Regions from separate parts of the Mus musculus genome. Here regions 1 and 3 are each linked to region 2. Evidence: chromatin contacts called from public promoter capture Hi-C data. All regions are on one chromosome and are shown on one strand. The core of a region is the stretch at or near the end of the contact, and the rest is flanking DNA. Distances in the headings are between cores, read along the strand shown. Region 1 holds the start of Meiob (meiosis specific with OB domains). Region 2 holds the start of Fbxl16 (F-box and leucine-rich repeat protein 16). Region 3 holds the start of Noxo1 (NADPH oxidase organizer 1).

The links. Promoter capture Hi-C pulls out the DNA fragments that hold promoters and counts their contacts. Capture Hi-C pulls out chosen DNA fragments and counts their contacts.
Region 1: a contact with region 2 is called in a promoter capture Hi-C map of embryonic stem cells, with 3 times the contacts expected there. The contact joins the promoter of Meiob here to the promoter of Fbxl16 in region 2. A contact is called at or near these places in 3 of 39 promoter capture datasets (the 3T3-L1 cell line, embryonic stem cells and pre-B cells).
Region 3: a promoter capture Hi-C map of adipose tissue shows a contact between it and region 2, with 2.7 times the contacts expected there. The contact joins the promoter of Noxo1 here to the promoter of Fbxl16 in region 2. A contact is called at or near these places in 3 of 39 promoter capture datasets (hippocampal neurons, neural stem cells and pre-B cells), 1 of 484 Hi-C or Micro-C datasets (cerebral cortex), 1 of 115 datasets of contacts at active chromatin or transcription factors (embryonic forebrain) and 2 of 9 other capture datasets (adipose tissue and liver).

The regions. Positions count from the first base shown.
Region 1 is chr17:24,802,980-24,805,679 of GRCm38.p6, forward strand. Meiob (meiosis specific with OB domains) reads left to right here and starts at 1,403. Exons shown (of 14, transcript NM_029197.1): 1 at 1,403-1,433.
Region 2 is chr17:25,807,778-25,810,477 of GRCm38.p6, forward strand. Fbxl16 (F-box and leucine-rich repeat protein 16) reads left to right here and starts at 1,322. Exons shown (of 6, transcript NM_001164225.2): 1 at 1,322-1,609.
Region 3 is chr17:24,694,946-24,697,645 of GRCm38.p6, forward strand. It overlaps Noxo1 (NADPH oxidase organizer 1), which reads left to right and starts at 1,289. Exons shown (of 9, transcript NM_001357836.1): 1 at 1,289-2,051. Gfer (growth factor, augmenter of liver regeneration) reads right to left here and starts at 1,211. Exons shown (of 3, transcript NM_023040.3): 1 at 886-1,211; 2 at 309-505. The coding sequence starts at 1,122.

The sequences.
Region 1 (2,700 bases), core at 153-2,652, 1.0 Mb before region 2:
AATATTTGTCAGAGAAACCGAAAAAAAAATTAAATAATACTAAATGTTGACAAATTTAATAGATTTAGTGATAGGACCTTAACTTACTTATTTCAATAAGTACTTCATTAATGAAAGTCAGAGTAAGATTTTTATATGGTAGTAATTTTGTTTGTTTGAGACAGGTTCTAGATAGTCCAACTTGGCCTTTTTTCTTTTTTTTTAGGTCTTCATGAGCTGAGCTACTCATGATCCTGAAACACATGATTCTCCTACTTCAATCTCTGAAGTTCTAGACCAGCCTGGTTTACAAAGTAAGTTCTAGGACAACAAGGGCTGTTACACAGAGAAACCCTGTCTTTTTTGTTGTTTTGAGTCAGGGTTTCTCTGTGTAGCCCTGGCTGTCCTGGAACTCACTCTGTAGACCAGGCTAGCCTTGAACTCAGAGATCCACCGGCTTCTGCCTCCCAAGTGCTGAGATCAAAGGCATGTACCACCACCTCCTCCTGAAAACCCTGTCTTAAAAAAACAAAAGCAACAAAAAAATTAGTATTATCTATTTTAAGCTCAGCATAATGGCTCATGTCTTTAATCACAGAACTTCCAAGGCAGAGGCCTCTGAGAGTTCAAGGTCAGCCTGGTCTACATAGTGAGTTCCAGGACGGCCAGAACGACATCATAAGACCCCGTCTTAACGTCCCTGCCCCCAAATAGTATTATCTATTTTATATAATACTGTGGTATTTTCAAATAGTATTATTTTACATAATATTATATGTGTACCTCCTGATATATATGGTATGTGGTAAAACCAGGGAAACTCCTTTAATAAGAGCATCTGGCCATTTCCTCTTCCACAACCCTATCGGTTTTTATATCCGTGTCTTCCTTCAGTTCACTTTCTGCTCTAAATTAAGAATATTTCACTTAAGGTAACTTTGTGCTTTCTCGGAGACGTGTGCAATTATAAGACATTTATGAGGGTTGCTCAGTGGGGACAGCCTGAGACCCTAGTCAGGATCCCAACCAGAGAACTGCGGCAAATGCCTAGCCTGCTTCCTTAGCGACTTCCCCCTTTCACTAGCTCCTGTGCGGTGCGTGGTCGCCGCTCCTGTCTTCGAGTGACCCCGAAATTGGCTTTTCTGGGTCAGTACCTACGGCCGACTTGGCCTCCACCACCTGAGTCCTTAACAAAGTTCTCCAGTCCAAGGAATGGGTAGTGCCTCTCCCCTAACCGTGAACACGTGCGTGAGACCCGCGGCCATAGGGGCGGAGTCCACAAGCGCTGGGGGCGGAGTCAGTGGGGGCGCGGTCAGTAGGGGGCGGAGGGGGCGGGGCTCGAGCTAACGGTCGGGGACTCCAGGCGGTTCGCCCACCGGGCTGTGGGAAGGCCTAGAGCGTGACCGGCGTCAGGTGGAACCCCGTGGGTCACCTAGCGGGCCCGGAAGTATCCGGTGAGCCGCGACCCAGACTGCCTGTTTCGGCATCCGGCCGGCGGCGCGGGACCGCGCTCCGGTTCTGAGAGCTGGTGCCTGAGCTGAGGGGAAACTCGCGCGGGGTCGCACGCGCCGACGTCCCCAAGGTTCTCCGCGGTGCGCGCGGCCCTCGGTCTGTCAGGTCCCTTCCAGTCAAGACTCACTCATTCGTGTCTCTTCTGCCCTGCCCGGTTGCTTCTTGTCAGGTTCTACCCTGCCTGTCCACTCCTGTCAGCTCCCTCCCAGCCCGTCCATTTCCTGTCAGGTTTCTCGCTGTCACGGTCCCAGGTTGTTAGTGTCCCAGGTCAGCGTGTCTCTCGAGGTCAGAGCCGTACTGTCAGGTTCCATTCCGGCAGATGGCTCCCATGGAGTTGCTTACCCTCCACATCCTCACCCTGTCAGGCTCCCCAGGACAAGAATGAATCCCGTAGGCAGGCAGGGGTGGTTGGTGCACTCCTTTAACCCCAGGCATGCAAGAGGGGAGGCAAAGGCAGGCAGATCGTGGAGTTCCAAATCAGCGAGTTCCAGGGCCGCCAGAGCAACACAGAGAATCCTTGTTTCGAAAAACAAAACAAACAAAATTCCAGAGACAGGCCTTTTTAGTTGTTTGTTTGTTTGTTGAAACAGGCTCTCCCTACGTAGCTCAGGTTAACCTTGAACTTGTGATTCACCTGCCTCTGCCTCCTGTGTTTGGATTACAAGCCAGCACCACTCCAAGCATCAGAGGAAATGGAGAAAAATGTTCTCTTTCTCCTCTCCCTGCTTACCTTTCTCTTCCTTTCTTTCTCCTTTCCTCCTTCCTTTTCATCTTCCCGGAATTGTCTGGTTCTTTCTTTCCTTTCAAATCCTTCCTCCATCCCTCCCTTCTCGAGACAGGGTCTCAGGTAGCCCAGGGTGGCTTCAAAAATTCACTATGTAGCTGAGGTTAGCCTTGAACTCTTGATTCTCCTACCTTCACTTTCCAAATGCTGAGATTGCAGGTATATGTCACCATATCTAGCTGGAAGAGAGGTTTTAAGGAGGAAGGGAGCCTGTCAGTTCTCAAGGATAGGGACAGGATATATCAGAAGCCTACATGCAGTATGTATGTATATCATATAGGATCCAGGAGGATAGAGTATGTAAAATATATATACATATATAATATGTTATATATATGTTAAAACATCTATATAAAATGAGTAAAACATATATAATACATATATTCCTACAGATTACTTTCCCTGACCTCATGTCCCACTTGTTT
Region 2 (2,700 bases), core at 72-2,571:
CTCTCTCTCTCTCTCTCTCTCTCTCTCTCTCTCTCTCTCTCTTTCTCTCTCTCTCTCTCTCACACACACACACACACACATATACTCACTCACACACACTGCCTAAGAAATACCTGAGACTGCCCTCTAACTTCTATTTGCACCTTCACATATATGATCATACACCACACACACACACACACACACACACACACACACACACACACACACACACACACCAGCTAGGATACAGCTTACTTCCCTTTCTTATTGCCCCTAGGCCTCACATCATTCCCAGGAGACAGACCTCCCATCTCCACAGCAGTTGGTCTCATCTGAGGACATTCCACCCTGAAGCTCCTTCTCTTCCAAGACGCTACTCTGCTGTCCCAACATCTGCTGTTTCTGGTCTCAAGAGAGACCCAGATTGGGGTCCCTTTAGCCTGCTGAGAGGTCTGGCTCTCCAGCAGCCCTTAATGGGTCCTTTTACACAAACCACCCTCCCTGGTCCATACAGGCTGCCACCACCTGACCTCTACTTCATCTCAGAGCGAACCTGTGGAACTCCATAAGGCAGGTCGATTCTCGAACCATTCCTACCAAGTGCTATGGGGACAGAGAGGGCGTCTCAGATCATTTGTGACATTGTCAGAAGTAACCCCTCCCCACTATCACTCCACTGTCTTGTGTTTTCATTGACGCTTGCTTTAGTCACTTGCTTGCAAGTGTGTGACTATGTCACCCAGAACAGGGATTCTTCTGCCTGACTCGCAACAGGATCGGAAGGGATATGAATCCTAGGGGCCATAAGGAGGGTGTGTGTGTGTGTGTGTGGAGGTGCGACGATGTCGATGTCTCCACTCGGCTTCTCTTTCCTCGCCCTCACAGGTGGCAATCCAAGCAAGGGCACATAGGGCCAGTTGCATCTGCGCAGGATCCGGAACCCCACTGCCAACCGCTCGCGCCAAGGACCGCAATTCTCCTCAGCTGGCAAGATTCTGGGTCGCCACCACTTTGTGCAGATGGGACACTCGAAGCTGCTCTTCGGCCGCGCGGCCTACGGGGTTTGTTATTGTGCGAACACCGGCCGCTGAGCGGGTGCTGCCGCCTGGCGCGTGCCCGTCGGTACCGCACCGGGAGCGCGCGGAGAGGAGCGGGGCGGGGTTGGGGATTCTCGACACCTCAGCCTGGCTCTAGAACCCGGATTGGTCCGGACGCCGGGAGCGCGCGAGGGCGCGGCTCTTAGGGCCGGGCGGGGGGCACGCGCGGCGCCGGCGGCGGCCGCGGAGGAGCGCGGGGAGGAGCGCGGAGGAGGAGCGCAGGGAGGAGGGGAAGGGGAGGGAGGAGGCGCCCGCCGGGTTCCCTGCAAAGCGGCCTTATTTATCTGGGCACAGCCTCAGCCTCCCCGGTGGGAGGCTCAGGGCGGCAGATCCTCTCCCACCGGGGAGCTCCGCTCGGAACTCTGCGGAGAGGGCCCTGGCGCGGGGCGCCGGGCGCGGGGCGCAGTCGGGCCCTGCTAGCCAGTCCAGCACCTCGGCCGCCTCCGCGCTAGGCGGCTCGGGTGCTGAGCTCCCCATGACGCGAGGTCGCCCGGCGGACAGCGTGGCATGAGCCAGAAGCCCTGGCCGAGGTAAGGTGTGTGTGCGCGCGCGGCCAGGCTGCGGGGAGGGGAGGGTCCAGGTCGAGCCACTGCCTCCGCGAAGGCTACAATGAGGAGGGGGCGGGGTGGGGACTTGGGACTGCGCCGCGGCCGCCGCCGCCTGAGCAGGGCTTACGTAATCGCAGCCCCTTCCCCACCTCACCCTTCGGCCGCTGAGCCAGCGGTTCCGCAGCCCCTAACCCTAGTGGCCGGCCTGATTGCGCCCCGCTCGCTACCGGCAGCGCGGTCAGGCTGTATCTCCGTACCACGGAATTGCTGAGAGGAAGCACGGTGGCTGCGAGGACGCGGAACTGCAGGCCGTCAGCCCCCACTCCTTCTGGCTTGGCTCTGGGCTCTCCCCACTCCAGCCCTATGAGCCTCCGGCGGACTGGAGGACGTGACAGGTGTTGATACAATTAAAAGGGAGGAGCCATGTGGATATGTGGCCTAGGGGTCCTGGACGCCTTCTGGACATGAGCTGGTATAGAGCTGCCGCCCACAGCTCTATACCAGGGAGTGGGCTGGCATGTCTTTGGTTCTAGAAAAAGAAAATGGGCCTTGGCCAAGATTGGAAGGCTTCAAAATGGGGAATGGGCATCCTGAGATTGCTGAGCAGGGCTTCCATGTCCTTCTAGGATGTTAGTCAGTGGGGGATCCTCCCCACCCGTCATCCCAGGAGAGAAGGCTGCACTGTTGAGGCCTGGATCTGGCCTAGCAGCCCTCCTGCTAGCCCCTCCCAGCCCGAGCCAGCAGCTGACCTCCCAGGAGCAGATGGCAGATGCCACTTCACCTGCTCCCTCCTGGAGGCCCGACTTCCACTGCCATCTTGTCCCAGGGCCCACTGACCAGGGTCTTCTCAGGCCTCCCTGCTGCCCCTTCGGGACACGGGACCCTCTGTTCCAGCCCAACACTTTGATGAAGTGCTGGACAGCAGCCTCATCGCAGCAGGGGGGAGGGGCGGGGGGGGGGCCGGTGTTGGGACAGGAGCCTGGATGATTAGGGGCTGCCTAGATCAGGTCAGAGGCATGGTGGAGCCTCGATTTCCTGCCTAGACGTGGCCTGAGGGCCGGGCTGGGAGCCAT
Region 3 (2,700 bases), core at 39-2,538, 1.1 Mb before region 2:
AACCCCAACATCCCTTTTGGTGTCCCCTCTCCTAGGAACCTGTCACTTCTGAATCTACTGTTCTAGGCCCCTCTCTATGACATCAGCTATGCCCCCCCCCCTTTTTTTGTGTTTCTTTGAGACAGGGTTTCTCTGTGTAGCCCTGGCTGTCCTGGAACTCACTCTGTAGAGCAGGCTGGCCTCGAACTCAGAAAACCACCTGCCACTGCTTGCCAAGTGCTGGGATTAACGGCGTGCGCCACCACCGCCCGGCATCAGCTAGGCCCGCTCTAGGGACCTTACTGACAAGAGGTATAGCCACAACTTACCTCTTCCTTATGTCTTCCGCACATTCCTCGCAGGGGTAAAACTTGGAAAATATATGTATGAACTGGGCCATATCCTGTTGTTGTTCTGGCGTGGGCCTGTCCGGGTAATAGGCGGCCAGCGTATGGAGGAAAGCCCAGGTGTGGCGACCCAATTCTTCCCGATCCTGTGGACAGTCCTCCCTAAACTTGATGTCCCGCTGCAGAAGTAGGCCGACTAAAGGTCAATTCACTCTTACCCAACCAGAAAGCCCATAAAATTCCAACCCAGTGGCAGACTGCTTGCGTTGTACGCCAGAGGCCTTCGGTTCGAATTCCCATTATCACTAATAATAATCATAATAATAATAATAAAGGAAACAAGAACGCTCCCTTTTTCAGTTGACAGCCTACTAACTCGATCTGACTAGCCAGTGGCTGAAAGCGCAAAAGTTTGAGCCTAACGGTGTGTGTGGGTGAGGGGTAAACATGTTTAGGCATAGCCAACCCTGAGGGTTTGGGCCGTGCGGTAGCCGAACGGGAACCTGGAAACCAGGTGTGTGGGGGACCGGGACCGGGCGGCCAAGCGGGGCATCTGCACCTTCTGCTGGGTCCGCATCCACGACTTGAAGTCCACGCAGGCCCGGCACGGTCGCTTCCCGTGCTCCAAACCTTGCGGCGCCGGGGCCGCGGCAGGGGTGGTGTCGTCTCTATGCCTTGCGCCGCGGCCCCGCGCGTCAGTCACCAGGTCGTCGGTCATCTCGGAGCGCGCGCCGCCCGGCAGGAAGGAGAAGCGACTGCCGCGAGGGAAGCCCGCCGGCTCGCTGGGCGCCGCCATCTTGCTGGCGTGCGGGCAGCGGGGCCAAGAGGGCGTGCCGGCGACAGTTCGGAGGAGCGTGCACGCCACCGCCGGCGCGCGGCGGCAGGAGCGGGAACCGCAGCCCGGGGCTGGGCTCAGGCCGGGGCAGGAGGCGGGGCCTGGCGGCGGGGCGGGGCTGGGGGCCGAGGCGGCGGCCCGGGTCGCGGAGGCGTAGGAGGCCTCGGGGCGGGAGGAGGCGGCGCCGGAGGCCCAGGCCGAGGCGGCACTGGCGGCTGCGGCTCCGGCTCTGCGGGTACTCTTGCGCCTGGTGACCCGCCGCGAGCCCGGCGTGCGTGGTCCATGGTGGGGTTCAGGCTTCCTCCGGCAGATGTGAAGTGTGTCGTGGAAGGCGCGCTGCGGCTGTGCTGAGATCTTGGACTGAGATGAGTTCCGAGATGCTTCTCGCATCACCCCCATCGCTTGGCTCAGACACCTAAGGGCGGCAAAATTTGGGGTCTTCCTGCCTTACGACGTGCCCACCTACACGCTTCTCGGTGCCTTAGCAACGCGCGACGGGGCGTGGCCTCACAGAGACCAGACAGTACTTATTGCCAGAGGCTACCTGTGCCCTAGTAACTGTCCCCCACTGCGCAACCTTGAGAGAGGGCGTGTCCTCATCCTCTAGCTTGGATAAAAGATTATTATGCCTATTTTAATAGCAGCCTCAGGAATTTCTTCCTTTTTTTTTTTCTTTTGGAGACAGGGTCTCATGTAACTTGGACTAACTTTGAACTCTGTATGTAGCTGAGTGAAGATGATGTTGAATTCTTGAATCTTTTTGCCACCACACCACCTCTTCAAGTGTTTGACTTAAACGCCTGTGCCATCACAGGAAGAATTCCTTCCGCTGCCTCCATGTGTTCATTTACTCTTTCTGCAAATATTTGTAGAGTGGCTGCTCTCTCCAGGTGCTGTTTCCTCCACTGAGCAGAACAAGGAACAAGCCTCCCTCTTTAGCCTTTAACCAGTGATGCAAATGCGGAAAACCCAGTACACCAGAATCATATTTACAAAACTGATGAAAGCTGTGCAGGGGGTGAGGAGACCCTTAGGCACAGGCCTTTGGGATAAGAAATCAGCTCAAATGCTTGACATTTTACAGAAACACCAGTGACGCTGGGGGCAGGGTCTAGGGAAGGTAGAGGAGATAGAGGCAGAATCCAGAGTCCGGCAAGGCCTACTTATGACCATGGTAGCAACTGGCATTTTTTTCCCTAAAAACAGAGATGTTGGGCAATTTGGGACAGTGGATTTTGTGTGTGTGTGTGTGTGTGTATTTCAAGACAGGGTTTCTTAGTGTAACCAGTCTTGACTGTCCTGGACTCTCTTTGTAGACCAGGCTGGCCTTGATCTCAGAAATCTACCTGCCTCTGCCACCCAAATGCTGGGATTAAAGGCATGTGCTACCCCACTGAGAACAGATTTTTTTAAAGAGACAGGGAGGAACCCAGAGTTGGGGGCTCCTCTGTGTGCATCTGAGAGAGGCAGTGGCTAGATAGAGTGAAGAGCATCTAAGGTTGGGAGGGGTAGACAGGGGCTGTCAACTGAGTGGTAAGA